4 separate regions of the Mus musculus genome follow, and regions 2, 3 and 4 are each linked to region 1. Evidence: chromatin contacts called from public HiChIP or PLAC-seq and promoter capture Hi-C data. All regions are on one chromosome and are shown on one strand. Each heading gives the region's core, a stretch centred on a gene start, on an enhancer-like site or on the middle of the called end of the contact. The rest is flanking DNA. Distances are from core to core; before and after follow the strand shown.

Region 1 (3,212 bases), core at 380-2,879:
CTCCTAAAAACCAGTGACCACACATAACCAGAAGCAAGATAATTACTTGAAGTATATTCTGCAAACCCGTCTTCTCCCAGCTCCAGAACCATCCGCTCTTTCCACCTCTCCAAAAAGAAGCTCTGTTCAGGTGGCATGGTCTGCTGAAGGATGCGGGTCACACTGGGTATCGAGTTCCTTTGCAAAGGGATCTTCAAAGGGCTTGAAGAAGCATCTGTGTGTGGTTTCCCGGTTCTCTCTTCATTGAAGATAGGAAAGCAGTGTTGTGGGACTCTGGCCTGTGGCTCCGGCTCTGCAGCCTTATGCTTACTCACTGGTCCATACAGTACATCATCTTCCTTGAACAACGACTCTGGAGTCTGGGCCGGGCCTCTGGACAAGACAGAGCGTACTAAACGAGAGTACTTCGCTTGGTCTACTGCTTCGTAAGAGTTTTTCTTCTTCTGGCTACACAAATAAGAGAAAGTGGAGAAACTCACAGGAGGGCTTGCTTTTACAGAAAATCTGTTTAACCTGCTAAGCAGCCTGCAGAAGGTCAGAGGCAGTTTCATTTTTAGACTTCGCCCCTCTAACTTTTCTCTAGTCTGGAAAGTTTAAAAGTGTGTTCTGTTCGTATCTGAAAAAAAAAAAAAAGTGGTGTTAGGTTTAAGACATTTTCTATATTAAAACCATCAAATTGAAAATCACACAAGAGCCGGGTGTGGTGGCGCACGCCTTTGATCCCAGCACTTGGGAGGCAGAGGCAGGTGGATTTCTGAGTTAGAGGCCAGCCTGGTCTACAAAGTGAGTTCCAGGACAGCCAGGGCTACACAGAGAAACCCTGACTCAAAAAACCAAAAAACAAAAACAAAAAAACCCACAAGAACATTAAAAGTGCATACACTAAACTTTTGACGTTTCCAAAAAAAAAGAGAAAATCATTCCCAAGTAAGATTCATGAAAATTGTAAGTGGCTTTTGTTCAATGTTAATGTGTTGGCCGTTTCGGATATGACACCTTAAATCTGAATGTGACAAGGCCTGGAGGCATAGACCAGGAAACTTAAGTTACTTGGGTGGCTGAGGCAGTATGAAATTGAGATTTTGGGTTAGCTTGGCTTTGTCTCTAGAAACAAAACAACTACAATCTGCCCCCCCCCAACAAATTCACAAGTCTTAATTAACAGTTAAACACCTACATCTACATACCAAACTCTTACTAAATATTCTGTATGGGCATCGCTCATCTATTCCTCACGCCGCCCTTTAAAAAGTGGGTGCTACTGTGACCTCGTGGTCCAGACTCGGGACATGTCGCAAGTGGGTCTGCACAGCCCATCCAACGTTAATTCCAGAAAATGATCTCTGCAGGTGTCTCCCATGGCTGCGACAGGACAAGCGTGGCCCTTCGTGCCCGAGTTTGGATAGGGAAGAGAGTATTTAAATAGAAGGTCGGTCAGCGGCAGGGTTCTAGCTGTACCTGAGATGCCACCACGCTGTAACACCCAGCCCGCAAACAACCCTCTCGGGACCCGTACTTTCATCGGTCCCGCGCTTTCCCAAAGCGAGGCGGCCCCAGCATGCACTACGGCGTTCCCGTCGCACCTGTGAGGCGCCATCCCCTCCACGCCCCCGAAGCAGAAGCGCGGGCGCCGTCAAGCCGCGCGTTGTCGCGCTCACGAGATCTCGCGCACGTCACCGCCGCTCGCCATCTTGGACTCTGGCTGAGCCATAAATTGCCCGGGCCGCGGTGCGCGTCCTTTCTCGAGGCGTGCCTCGCCGGCGGAGGGTTCGGAGCCCGCGTTCCCGTCGCGGCCCTCCGGTGCTGGTGTCCGCGTGGCGCGGAGCGAGGGTAGGCTCCCCGCGTAGCTTCTATTGCCCGGCTCCAAGATGGACGGCCGCGGGGACGGGGGAGGCCGCACTGGGGGAGCACGTGGCGTGCCGCTCGCTGGCCTGCGCCCGGGGCTGCTGGGATGGTGGCGGAGTCCCGCGGCCTCCAGCCGCCGTCCGGCAAGGAGGCCGGCGGAGGCGGGGCCGCGGCCGCCCCTGAAAGGCGCCCCGGCGGCGGCCCAGCCTCTTCTTTCCTCGCACAGCCACACGGCCCCTGCTCGAGGCCCGCGTCGCCATGGCCGCGGTTCCCGAGTTGCTGGAGCAGCAGGAGGAGGACCGCAGCAAGGTGAGATCCCTTCCTCGCTCGCTACCTGGGCTGGAGGTTCCCGCCGGCCTCCTTGGGCTGGGTGGATCTTCTCTGGGGCTCGGACCCCAGCAAGATCCCGAGGTTTTCCCTCAACCACCCCTTTAGAGATGGCTTTCCAACGGGGTGTCTCTGCACGCTCATTCTCTGACCAAGGAGACCCAGACAAGTGGGACCCCACTTCTTGAGCTCTCGGTGGGAAGCTGACCGACGCTCTGCCAGTCATTCGACTGAGGCTAATCCTCTGAAGCCCTTAGGAGCGTGGTTTTTTTTTTTTTCTTTTTTCTTTTGCTCCTAAAACTTAAATCGACTACATGGTAATTGGAAAGTGGATCAAAGTTTCGTTTGCTATTCCTATCTCCTTTTAAGAAAATGGCCTTTTCGTTTAAAATAGTGGGGAGATTTCTAACGAGTATCTGTATGTAGCATGGTTTTTGCAACTTGGGAACGCTAAATGTGTCCTCGTGGGAGTTGTAATTTTTAGTAAATCCTGTGTGTTGATATAACCCTCGGGCTGCAAATATCTTGAGGACTAATGCAATAAACAGGGATTGCTATACGGGCAATAAAGGATTCTACTTTTATTGGCTCTTTAAACTTGAATTTTCCACCGCACAGGTAGGTTATGAGTCAGTTTTGTGGACAAAATCGTCAGTAATATGGGAGCTCTTAGATTTTAATAAGAGCTGAATTAAGATTTCATTTTAAGTACCTTTGAATGGGCAAACATTTTTTTTTTTGTTTTTGTTTTTGTTTTTCGAGACAGTTTCTCTGTATATCCCCGGCTGTCCTGGAACTCACTTTGTAGACCAGGCTGGCCTCGAACTCAGAAATCCGTCTCCCAAGTGCTGGGATTAAAGGCATACGCCACCACGTCCGGCGCAAACTTTTTATCTAGTAAGTAAATACCGGTCTCTGGCGCACCAACCAGTTGGATTGTTCCAACAAGGGTATTGTATTGAAATAGAGCTTTGTGCGAGGTGTTTTATTTCTTTTACATTAGAAGAATTAGTTTCTCTCCCCTGGCATATATAATAGGT
Region 2 (3,296 bases), core at 644-3,143, 430 kb after region 1:
GCCCTTACATGACCTATGGCCATAAATCTATTAGGAGCTATGACAAGTGACAGGGGCCTGGTGCCCAGTAACCGGTGAAATACCTACCTTCCCTTCAGGGTCTCTGGGGTTTCAAGCCTTAGCTCAACCGGGGACCAGGCTACCTTTCACGGTCCCACACACTAGGACCCCCTTCTAAAGGCTTCACCCTCTTTCCACAATTCTATATGATAATGACCAAGCCTTCAACACACGAACCCTGGAGATCTACACTATAGCAGTTCCTTGTGAGGTATTGGTGGGCAGGGGCTGCCTTCTGTATGTGGCTTGAACATGGAAAGCACTTGGTATAGACTCAGGTTTGGGTTTCTAGGGTTTTGAGGCAGTGTCCTCTGTGTTGCAGGCAGGGCTCCTGAACAGTTAGCCTTTAAGAATCACTGGTATTTTTGAATAGGTGGAGAGGCAAGCCATGACAGATTGTGGACAGGCTGGAAGGGGGTTTCCTTCTGGACTGCCCCACTGATCATCAGTGTCTCGGCTTCATCAGGCCTCTTCTTGCCTTTCACCTTTTGGGGCTAGATGGTTTCTGCTTGGCACTGTGGCATAGCTGATGGCTCAGAGAACAAAATGATTTTCATCTTCATAGGCACAGAACCCTTAGCCAAATGAGCATCTGCATTCCACAGTGGTCTTTTCACAAAAGGGAAAACGGAGGCTTTGAAAGTCAAATATCTGTCTGGCTAGCCAGTCTGTGGCACAAATAGGTCTATGCTTGGCTCTCTTGCTCTTTGTTGTCTGAGCTTTTCCTCTTGAGCAGTTAATGGTTCAGACAGTGGCCACTGTGGGCCTGTTTGGGTCAGCTTGGGCAGTTGGAACAGGACTCCTTAGTTTATTGCTCAGAGCTCTGGAGACTGGAAGTCCAAGATCAAGGTGCTGGCAGAATTGGTACCTGTTGCAGATTCTTCCTCACTGTGTGCCATGTGGTGGTGGTTGGGGGACAGGGGTAGGTCTCCGTTACCTCTTCGTCTTCTCATTAGCACTAAGTCCTAACGGAGCTCCGTTTTCATGACCCTAATCACCTTCCATAGGTTTCCACTCACCAATGCCTTAGCAGATCGGGGATTGGCACATGAGCTTGGGGGGATACAAAGAAGGGTTCTTACTCCTTCATTGTCTCTTTTATCTTTGCACTTCTTTGTCTGAATCTCAGTCTGGCCTCCTCATGCAGGAGAAGCTGTTCACAGAACGGGAAGTGGCTGCCCTGCAGAACCAGCTGGAGGAGGGCCGAGAGGCAGTCACCCACCTGCAGGCACAGAAAGCTGAGCTGCAGGCCCAGGTATGATCCATCTTCGGCGTATCTTATTGAACCGACACATGAAGGCAGAGGTGTCCAGTTCTGTGGTGTACAGACTCAGCACACCCGTGTGCCCTGCACCACAGCATTCTGAGCAGGGGAACAAACACCTTGCTTTGCCCTGGGCTGAGATTTCCCGGAATGTGTGTTTTAGCATTCTGCTAAGAAGAGTTCTGGGACATAGGATGACAGGGATGGAGACAGGGACACGTGGACACCCAGCCTCATGGTGGCTCTTCTCTTGTCTCCATTGAGTCACATCTCTTCTACCAAGGAAAATAACACATCTCATCATGGATCACTTTGCCTTTGTCAAGCCTGTTAACATTTAGAAAACACACACACACACACACACACACACACACACACCAGGGTTTTAACCACATATTCACTCAAATCTGGGCATCCCTGTTTTTCCTCTCCCTGTGGTCTCTCCTTTGGAATTGATGATGGTCTGGGAAGAGTGCCCGCAGGGAGGCAGGAGGCTGGCTTGTACCAGTGTTCGCCTCTCATGAGATGTCTGCTAGTGTGAGGCTCACAGTTCTGTTTCCTTTTAAGTTGTGGGTTTCATGGTTCACAGCCCTGACTGCTTCACACGCTCTCATTTCCATGCAGATGGGCACAGAGACGTTGAATGTCGGGCTTAAATGCTGCCCTTCCTACAGCTGGGTAACCACACATCCCAAACCAATCAATTGGCATTTAGTAGACAGGTACCCTCAAGGAACAAACGAGAAAAAGATCTAAAATTCTGACTGTAAAACCCGGGGCATCTGGGTTGTCATGACACTCAGGGCCTACTGTTCAGAGTCCAGGGCATCAGGAAAAACTTAACTGGATTCTCATTTAATCACCATTTCTGACATCCTGTTTTCCATCCCCACTGGGCCCCTCATAAAGCTCTCACTGTGCAGCAGTCCCAGAAGACAATGCTACAACAAGGGGGCAACAAGGAACAGTGGTTGCCCCCTGAGTGAAAGATCACAGGAGAGAAATTGAGTCAGGCCTTAAAAATGCCTTCTTCCCAGGACATAACCATGCCTCAGGGACTAGATACTTCTCAGTGACCGTGGTTTCTTTTGAGGGAGGGAGGGGAGTGGAGAAGGGAGAGATGGAGAAATGTTTATGTAGAGAATGTGGTGTGTGTGTGTGATATGTATATAGTGTGTGTGGTGTATGTCGTATATGTGTATATAAGGTCTGTGGGTAGTGTGTGAGTATATGAGGTGATTTGAGTGTATTTGCTGTGTATGTATGTAGAGTATATTGTAAAGTGTGTATGATATGTATATTGCATGCATGTGTAATGTGAAGGGTGCGTGGGCTCTGCATGTGTGCATGTATGTGTATATACATGTGTATATGTGGGGTGTGTAATGTCAGGTATATGTGTGGCGTGTGATGTTCATATGAAGTATGACTTATTCATCTATCTGTGTAGGGCATATGTGCATGCACGTGGGATGTGTGTATGGTGTAAGTGTTTTACATGTGACTGAGGAAGTGGGTGTAGGCCCAGTCCCGGTTCTGGAGACTGTGGTTTTCAAATTGTTCCTTGAAATTCACCAGGTGTAAAATGAATTCAGTAGAATTGACTGGTACAAAAAAGGAAGAAAGCAGGCTGGAGAGATGGCTCAGGGGTTAAGAGCACTGGCTGCTTTTCCAGAGGTCCTGAGTTCAATTCCCAGCAACCACATGGTGGCTCACAACCATCGGTAGTGGGATCTGATGCCCTCTTCTGGTGTGTCTGAAGATAGTGACAGTGTGTTCATATACGTACAGTAAATACATAAGTCTTTATAAAAAATTAGAAGAAAGCAACACAATGGCGCTGGGAATAAGAAGTAACAGAATGCATGGCAGTGAGAAGTATACAAAGTTTATCCTGGAAAACTTTTGTCTTAAATGTATCTGTATATTTTTGACTACACATGTATTTGCTCAAATGCACACATATGATGTG
Region 3 (3,301 bases), core at 392-2,891, 380 kb after region 1:
TTGTTAGTTTTAATTTATATATAGATCTTCTTAGTGGTTGTCACTTTGACTGCAGGATCCTCACTACGAGTTAGAAGGGACGTACAGGTAGTGATAACTTATTTTCTTTGCTGATAAAATGAGCCAATCCAAGGCAGATTAAAATATACATAAATGCAGGTTTATTGAGAAACTGCTCTTGGGTGGGCCAGGTCACAGGCCCTAAGAGGAAAGAGACCAGACAGAGGGGAGGGGGAAAAAGGAAGAGAAAGTGCTCGTGCAGAGAGAGGAGAAAATGTCTGGATTATACAGGGAAGAGCATCTGTGGGAAGGGCAGCCCAGCCTCTGGGCTGGAGGTTTCAGGATTGAGGGCAGGGTTTTCCAGGTAGGGACTGAGGGATGCTGGGAGAACCCGGAGGCCAGGATTGCTCTGGTATGTAAAGTATGTACCTAGGTCCCTTGTCCTAGGTCTGAAACTAAACAGCAGTAATAGGAATACTGATTAGATCAAACGCAGTGCTGAGACACATCGGAAAAAAGGTTAGAGGCAAAAAGGGGGGCACTTCAGTTACATTTCCAGTAGGGCTAATGTGGTGACTGATCTTAATTACCAACTTAATAGGGTTTACAATGACCAGAGATACAAACCTCTTGGCACGTGGGTGAAAGACTTTTCAAATTAGGATTTTCTAAGCATGGATGGTGCCATACCATTCCTGGTTAGGTGTCCTCCATTGTGTAACAGAAGGAAGTTAGCTGACCACCAACATGCATTCCTCTCTGCTTTCTAACTGTGGGTGAAATGTGACTAGCTCCCTCAACCACTGGATAAGCCAACGTCCCTGCTGCAGTGGACTGCACCCTCAAACTGTGAGCCAAAGAAACTCCTCCCACCCTTGTTCTGACACGCGTTTTCTTACCACAGTAAGAAAAGTCATTGATAAAGTTAGGAAGCAGAAAGTGAGGATACACTGGGCTGTGGTGGCGCACGCCTTTAATCCCAGCATTTGGGAGGCAGAGGCAGGCGGATTTCTTAGTTCAAGGCCAGCCTGGTCTACAGAGCGAGTTCCAGGACAGCCAGGGCTACACAGAGAAACCCTGTCTCGAAAAAAAAAAAAAAGTCAGAATACTTTGATTAGCAATTGGTTAGCAACGCTAGGAAAGGAGGAGTCGGGAAAGAAATGAGACCAAGAAAGGGAAAGCACGTGGGTCACTGGGGAAGGAGCACAGCAGAATGACCGTAAAGCACAAGCTAGCGAGAAAAGACGAAGATGAAGTAAGTCAGCACACAGATGTGAAGACAAAAAAAAAAAAAAAAAGAAAGAAAGAAAGAAAGAAAGAAAGAAAGAAAAGGTACCGAGGAATAAAGAAATAAAGATAAAACAGAGTACAAAACTAGCCAATAGTTCTCTCCCTTGTAGGACAGTCTTCAGGTCTCCAGACTTCACTTTCTAACCGTACTTTACCGAGAACAGCTCTTTGTGCCTCAGGATTTCAAACAGGTTAGACCGGAATGGTTTGTGTGTGGTGCCCTGCTGGGGTTCAAACTGGTTAGACAGGAATGGACTGCGTGCAGACTACCTTCTGTTTCTCTCTTCAGCAGTTGATTTCCCAGGCAGCAGCCAGCCTGGGTTTTATGTTTGTTTGATTGATTGATTGTTTTAATTTTCACTTTTAACCACGTGCGTATGTGTGGATATGCGCATGTGCATGAGGTGCCCATGGAGTCCGGAAGAGGTCGGCAGATCCCCTGGAGCTGGAGTAACAGGCAGTTATGAGCCTTGAACATGGGTGCTAAGAACCTCCTCTGGGAGGGCAGAGCATGTTCTAATTGCTAAGTCATCCTTCCAGCCCCTCGGAGCCCGAGTTTCTATAAGAGTTTCCTAGCTCTAAGCAAAAGTTGCCCCCTGAAGATAATACCTTTCCTGCCAGCCACTGTCTTCTTTGTATGCGGTGTGGTCACATTTTCCTTGCCTGGATATCAATTTTCTTGCGTCTCATGGGTGGCAATAAGGCTGTATTTATCTTTGCGGTTGGTTTTCCTATCTGTCCAGAGTCCAGGCTGCTTTCTTAAGAGTTTCTGTAAGTTTGTTTGTGGGCACTGAGTTTATGTTCGTCAGCTTCTGTCGGTTGTTACATATTTAGTCAGTGGTGGGAAGGGGTGGGGGGAGCCCCACATGGGATGACATGTTACCGGGGAAGCTGGGGGTTCCTTTTTTAGGAAGCTAGTTTTGTTAATGAAATAATATATAAACAAAATTGAAATGAAGCATGAAGCAATTAGAATTTGAGAGGGAGAGGGAAAGAGAGAGAGAGAGAACCCTACAGGGTAGGCACGCTATAAACGTGGGCAGCCGCTGACAGGAGGAAGGACAGAAAAGGGAAGAGAAAGGCATGTAGTTCATAAGCAGCCGCGTGGCACCAGTGTACAGTGAGCAGCGTCAGAGAAGGAATGAGAAGCTCTGGGCACAAAGTGTGCCCAAGTTTGGACGAAGAGATAGGAATAAGAAAAAGAAAGGTCGTGCCTATCTGAGTCAGTTATGCTCAGCAATGTTCACTCTGGCGGCTCTGTAGCTGTCTGTGGGGACTTAATCTCATAAGGGGATAATTATTCCTCCCCTCTCTCCTCAACACAGCGTCAGGAGCCAGGGCATCAGCCTTCCTACCTGGTAATCTCTTGGCCTGGTGATCAAGAAACCTAGCTGGATTAACATTCAAGGAGAAGGAAACAGTTAAGAATGTTCTATCTAATCTGGAGAAGAGATCAGAATGCCATGCCCCTCCCCTGGGCCAGAGGTAGTTTCCATTCTTTTTTTTTTTTTTTTTTTGGTTTTTCGAGACAGGGTTTCTCTGTATAGCCCTGGCTGTCCTGGAACTCACTTTGTAGAGCAGGTTGGCCTCAAACTCAGAAATATGCCTGCCTCTGCTTCCGGAGTGCTGGGATTAAAGGCGTGCGCCACCACACCTGGCCAGTAGTTTCCATTCTTTAGACCACAAGGAAAGAGCATTCCCTTCATGGTCCTCAGCAAAGCCATGGTATCCATCCTTTATGGCCTCCAGTAAATACTTCTGTAACTGTAAGTGTTAGTATTTCTGAATTCTATCTCGTTTCTTGCCGTCTATTTATCTGTGGCATTTCTTTGCGTCACCCTGCCTCTCACTTCTTCCTGCTATCATAGATCCGATATTCTCTTAAACGTGTGCAGGAGAGTTTTTGTCTCTGCTTTACCGTCTTTCTTCTTCCTCTGTAGTCTTTGCAGTTTTATTCTAAAGCTTGGTTAAAGAAGTCTTCTCCGAGGCTGGAGAGATGGCTCAGTGGTTA
Region 4 (3,586 bases), core at 1,021-3,520, 480 kb after region 1:
AACACCTACTCATGTGATTAATAATATTCTATGTCATGTTTTATTAGCTCTTTTAAATAGACATTTTACAATTTATTCTCTTTTTAGACATACGTGGAGGCTTATTTCTAGTTTAATAAAACTGCCTATTGTTTAAAATAAACATAATTCTCTATGTATCTATCTATGTATAATTTATGTATGTATGTATGTATGTATGTATGTATGTATGTATGTATCTATCTGTTTGTCTTTTTACCTCTGTTTGGCAGAGTTACTAAAAGAAGTTTTTGATGGGAAGAAATTGTATGTTTGAAGACTTTCCATCCACATAACATATTTTTGCTCTATATAATGACTATAATATTATCATCTATAAATCATAATTGCCAATATAGATTATTTTTTTGTGGAGCTGGGGATTGAATCCAGGGTCTTGCACATGCCAGGCAGGACTTCCCTTTTTGCTGTAGGAGCTCAGACAGCCCAGGTAGGCCTTGAACTCCTTATGTAGCTGAAAATGACTGTGAATGCATTGAACCTACAGCCTTTGCCTTCCCGTATTTCTTTTATGTCCCAGAAATGCAGAGAAGATTTGCAATGGTATGTGAACATTTCGGAGACTGAATTGCAGGCTTCATGCCAAGCAGCCCTCCCCCAAATGTGAGGCTTTACTGGGCTTCAGAGGATAAATCAGGACTGGTGTCCCTGAGTGCTCTGTGGCAGGAGGCATCCATCGCCTGCCGAGGCCCTGCCACTAGTGCCACTGTATCTGACCCACACTCTGATTAAATTTCAACAAGCAGCATCAGGGCTTGGCCTGGCCTGCACCTGATTAATCACCTTCTCCCAACCAGCCCTGTACACCTCCCTCCTGGATGGGCACTTGAGCCAGTCTCTTGTAAGGGACTCATCTTCATATATTCTAGTACAGAAACCCAATGCTTGTGCTATGCCCCATCCCCACTCAGTCTCATCAGCACCACAGAGGATTGTTGCAGATTGTCGCTAACTATTCCTAAACTAATTATTTACTCTTTCTAGTAGCAGTCCTTAGACGTGATTAATAATGGCGCTGAGATATAGTCATCGGAGCCAGCCAGAATGTTCCAGGCTACCTTGGATGTCTGTGTTCCCTTTATGAGAGAGAAGAACCTCACGAGTCCTGTCACCGTCAAGGTTCTCTCGTGTTGTCTGAATTCTTCCTCTGGTTGTCAGAGGAACGGAAGATGCTGGAGGATGAGATGCTGTGCTCTCTGATGGCTTGCTTGTCTGTTGCTTCACTCATCCTCCTGCAAGGACTGCATTCTTCCATCCACACAGTGAATCTCTGATTAGATTGTGCTTTAGCTGAGCTCCACTGACTGTGACAGGTGACAGATGGCATCCTCGATCCCCTGGACCTCAGAACCTCTTGTGTATGGTTACTTCCCAAGAGGCTGAAGGCTTCTCCATGAACCTGCTCTTTGGCTTTGACTGGTAGGGCACAGCCACTCCCCCCACCCCTCTTTTTAAATCTTAGCTCCTTTGCTAAGATAAATATACCTTTACTGTATGTTCTACGTGGATTTTTGATATCCCATGATTTTTATCGCTCATGTAGGTGACTGGCTTGAGTACATGGTCTGTACTGACCTTTTCTGGTTCTCGTTACACCTCCCTATTTGCTCCTGGTACTCACTTTGCCTCCCAAATAACATCAACTCAAATCCTGAATGTAGAGATAATCTCTTGTGCACTATGTTGACAATTCATCTGTTAATAAGAAGCTGATTGATCAGTGAGCTGAAGCAAAATTAGAAGATAGGACATCAGGAGGGGGGAGGGAGAGGAGGATGATTCAGGGATAGAGACAGGGGAAGAAGAGGTTCAGCCCCACACAAAGAGGAAGAGGTGGCATGTAACTGAGGACCAGCTAACCAGTCACATGGCAGAACATAGAAGAGAATGACAAGATTTAAGTCCTAAGCTAGTTAGGGAATGAGCCAAGGCTTTTGCCTAGGCACTTATTCATATATAAGAAGCTTCAAAGTTGTTATTTCGGGGAAGTTGGTGTAGGTGGAATGCTTGAGGTTACACCTGAACTTGAGTTCAACTCAAGTTCAGCTCAGATCTTAAACTCAAGTCTTGTCTCAGGGTTTGCTTTCGGGAGATCCCAAACTTACACTGTGTCCCAGTTAGGTTTCTATTGCTGTGATAAAACACTGTGACCAGGAGCAACTAGGGGAGGAAAGAGTTTGTCTCAGTTAACAATTTGTAGTCCCTCTTCCAGAGAAGTCAAGGCAGGAACTCAAGGCAGGACACTGGAGGCCATGGGGGACAGCTGCTTACCAGCTTGCTTTCCATGGTCTGCTCAGCCTGCTTCTGTCTAGCACCTACAGTGAGCTGGACCCTCCTGTATCAGTCACTACTTAAGAAAATGTACCATAGGCCTGCCTACAGGCCATTCTGGTGAAGCCATTATCTTGATGGTGGTCCTATCTTTTCAAATGTCTCTAGCTCATGGTCAAGGTAACACAAAACTAGCCAGCACAGGTAGAGATTAACCATGCAGAATCTCCGTTACCAACTTCCCAGCTATACTGTGAAAAACGCTTTAACTATAAACCGAATATGTACACTACAGAGTTAAAGAGGCAACAAACCAAGGGCAAAGAGGTCATTCTTTTCCTGGGATTCTGCAGACCAAACCCAGAGCCTTGTGATTGGCAGGAAAGCACTTGACCACCGAGACATGCCATCTGCTAGTCTCTTTCCTTCTGTCTTGCCTATTCTTTGATGCCTTTTCAAGCATTTACTGAAAAAAATTTAGAAGTGGCCCACTGACATTTCTAAAGATTCAAATAGATGAGGTTTGTGTGTGAAGCAGATGATAGGCACTTGTGAATGGCAAAGACTATGCCAAACAATGTGGGCACTGTTAAGAGTAGAGACCCATCTCTTCATCTCTTTCTCATTTCCATGGCTATTATATTCATAAAAAAGCCCCTTTGCAGAATGTTAATAGTCAAAGACAAATGTAAGAACTGCCTCTCAGTGATACTCACAGTCAGATTCCTGTGTGTGGATGATATCATCTTTCCCAGGTGGGTTTTTCTTTAGAGTAAGTCAAATAACTGATATAGAGGAGCCCTTTGCTTTTATATACTATGCTGTCACTTACAAAGCATCCCAAAACTGTCTAAAAAGTGTTATCTTGAAACAAAGCCCAGGAAAAAGTCAAATGAGAAAACATATTCCCCACTGCACGGTGCACTCTCCTCTCCAAAATATTTGCATGCTGTTGTCTGAAGGTAAGCCATGAAGATTTTTTTCTTCCTTTCCAGCAATCTTGGCATGTGATGCAGAGCCATCCCACTTGAGAAGGCTGTTCAGTTGCAGGCAGGGAGGTTACAGATGGAGCAAAGAGAAGGATCCAGCTCTGAGGTGTGACATTCTGAGGCATGGTAAATGACAGGAGCCGCCCAGGGATGCCCTGTTTCAATGAGATCTGCACTGCATATGTGGACAGAGGCATTTGTTGCAGACTTGCCTGACCCTTCCAGCTTTAGGTGCCAAAACACACCACATCCACTGTCATCTGGTCCTGGGTTGGAAGCATGCTTTT

The links. Promoter capture Hi-C pulls out the DNA fragments that hold promoters and counts their contacts. HiChIP or PLAC-seq counts read pairs in DNA pulled down with a chosen protein or histone mark.
Region 2: an H3K4me3 HiChIP or PLAC-seq map of pro-B cells shows a contact between it and region 1, with 9 times the contacts expected there. The contact joins the enhancer-like site here to the promoter of Snx5 in region 1. A contact is called at or near these places in 19 of 39 promoter capture datasets (the 3T3-L1 cell line, 3T3-L1-derived adipocytes, the C10 cell line and 14 more), 2 of 15 datasets of contacts at CTCF or cohesin (the NIH/3T3 cell line and large pre-B cells), 4 of 484 Hi-C or Micro-C datasets (B cells, bone marrow-derived macrophages and natural killer cells), 39 of 115 datasets of contacts at active chromatin or transcription factors (the 230-238 cell line, CD8 T cells, DN3 thymocytes and 29 more) and 2 of 9 other capture datasets (adipose tissue and liver).
Region 3: an H3K4me3 HiChIP or PLAC-seq map of fetal liver shows a contact between it and region 1, with 5 times the contacts expected there. The contact joins the enhancer-like site here to the promoter of Snx5 in region 1. A contact is called at or near these places in 14 of 39 promoter capture datasets (the 3T3-L1 cell line, 3T3-L1-derived adipocytes, the C10 cell line and 9 more), 2 of 484 Hi-C or Micro-C datasets (cerebellar granule neurons and cochlea), 18 of 115 datasets of contacts at active chromatin or transcription factors (the 230-238 cell line, bone marrow-derived macrophages, craniofacial prominence and 14 more) and 3 of 9 other capture datasets (adipose tissue, liver and pancreatic islet).
Region 4: a contact with region 1 is called in a promoter capture Hi-C map of hippocampal neurons, with 2.5 times the contacts expected there. The contact joins the promoter of Pcsk2os2 here to the promoter of Snx5 in region 1. A contact is called at or near these places in 3 of 39 promoter capture datasets (the 3T3-L1 cell line, frontonasal cranial neural crest and hippocampal neurons) and 1 of 115 datasets of contacts at active chromatin or transcription factors (embryonic forebrain).

Annotation. Positions count from the first base shown.
Region 1 is chr2:144,269,319-144,272,530 of GRCm38.p6, reverse strand. It overlaps Snx5 (sorting nexin 5), which reads left to right and starts at 1,629. Exons shown (of 14, transcript NM_001199188.1): 1 at 1,629-1,830; 2 at 2,072-2,154. The coding sequence starts at 2,104. It overlaps Mgme1 (mitochondrial genome maintenance exonuclease 1), which reads right to left and starts at 1,627. Exons shown (of 5, transcript NM_028984.5): 1 at 1,459-1,627; 2 at 47-616. The coding sequence starts at 551.
Region 2 is chr2:143,839,693-143,842,988 of GRCm38.p6, reverse strand. It overlaps Bfsp1 (beaded filament structural protein 1, in lens-CP94), which reads left to right. Exons shown (of 8, transcript NM_009751.2): 5 at 1,208-1,315. Among named protein-coding and RNA genes, the nearest start is that of Bfsp1, 22 kb to the left of the region's middle. Within about 2 kb of position 1,893, at least 31 of the 459 cell types and tissues checked have an H3K27ac peak or open chromatin away from gene starts, as enhancers often do. A contact at or near this core is called in the 230-238 cell line, B cells, memory CD8 T cells and 2 more, where this site is marked.
Region 3 is chr2:143,888,436-143,891,736 of GRCm38.p6, reverse strand. It overlaps a transcript of Bfsp1 not described here. Among named protein-coding and RNA genes, the nearest start is that of Dstn, 25 kb to the left of the region's middle. Within about 2 kb of position 1,641, at least 66 of the 459 cell types and tissues checked have an H3K27ac peak or open chromatin away from gene starts, as enhancers often do. A contact at or near this core is called in craniofacial prominence, embryonic stem cells, fetal liver and 3 more, where this site is marked.
Region 4 is chr2:143,787,870-143,791,455 of GRCm38.p6, reverse strand. Pcsk2os2 (proprotein convertase subtilisin/kexin type 2, opposite strand 2) reads left to right here and starts at 2,270. Exons shown (of 3, transcript NR_040625.1): 1 at 2,270-3,586. All of the region lies in intron 8 of Pcsk2 (proprotein convertase subtilisin/kexin type 2), which reads right to left.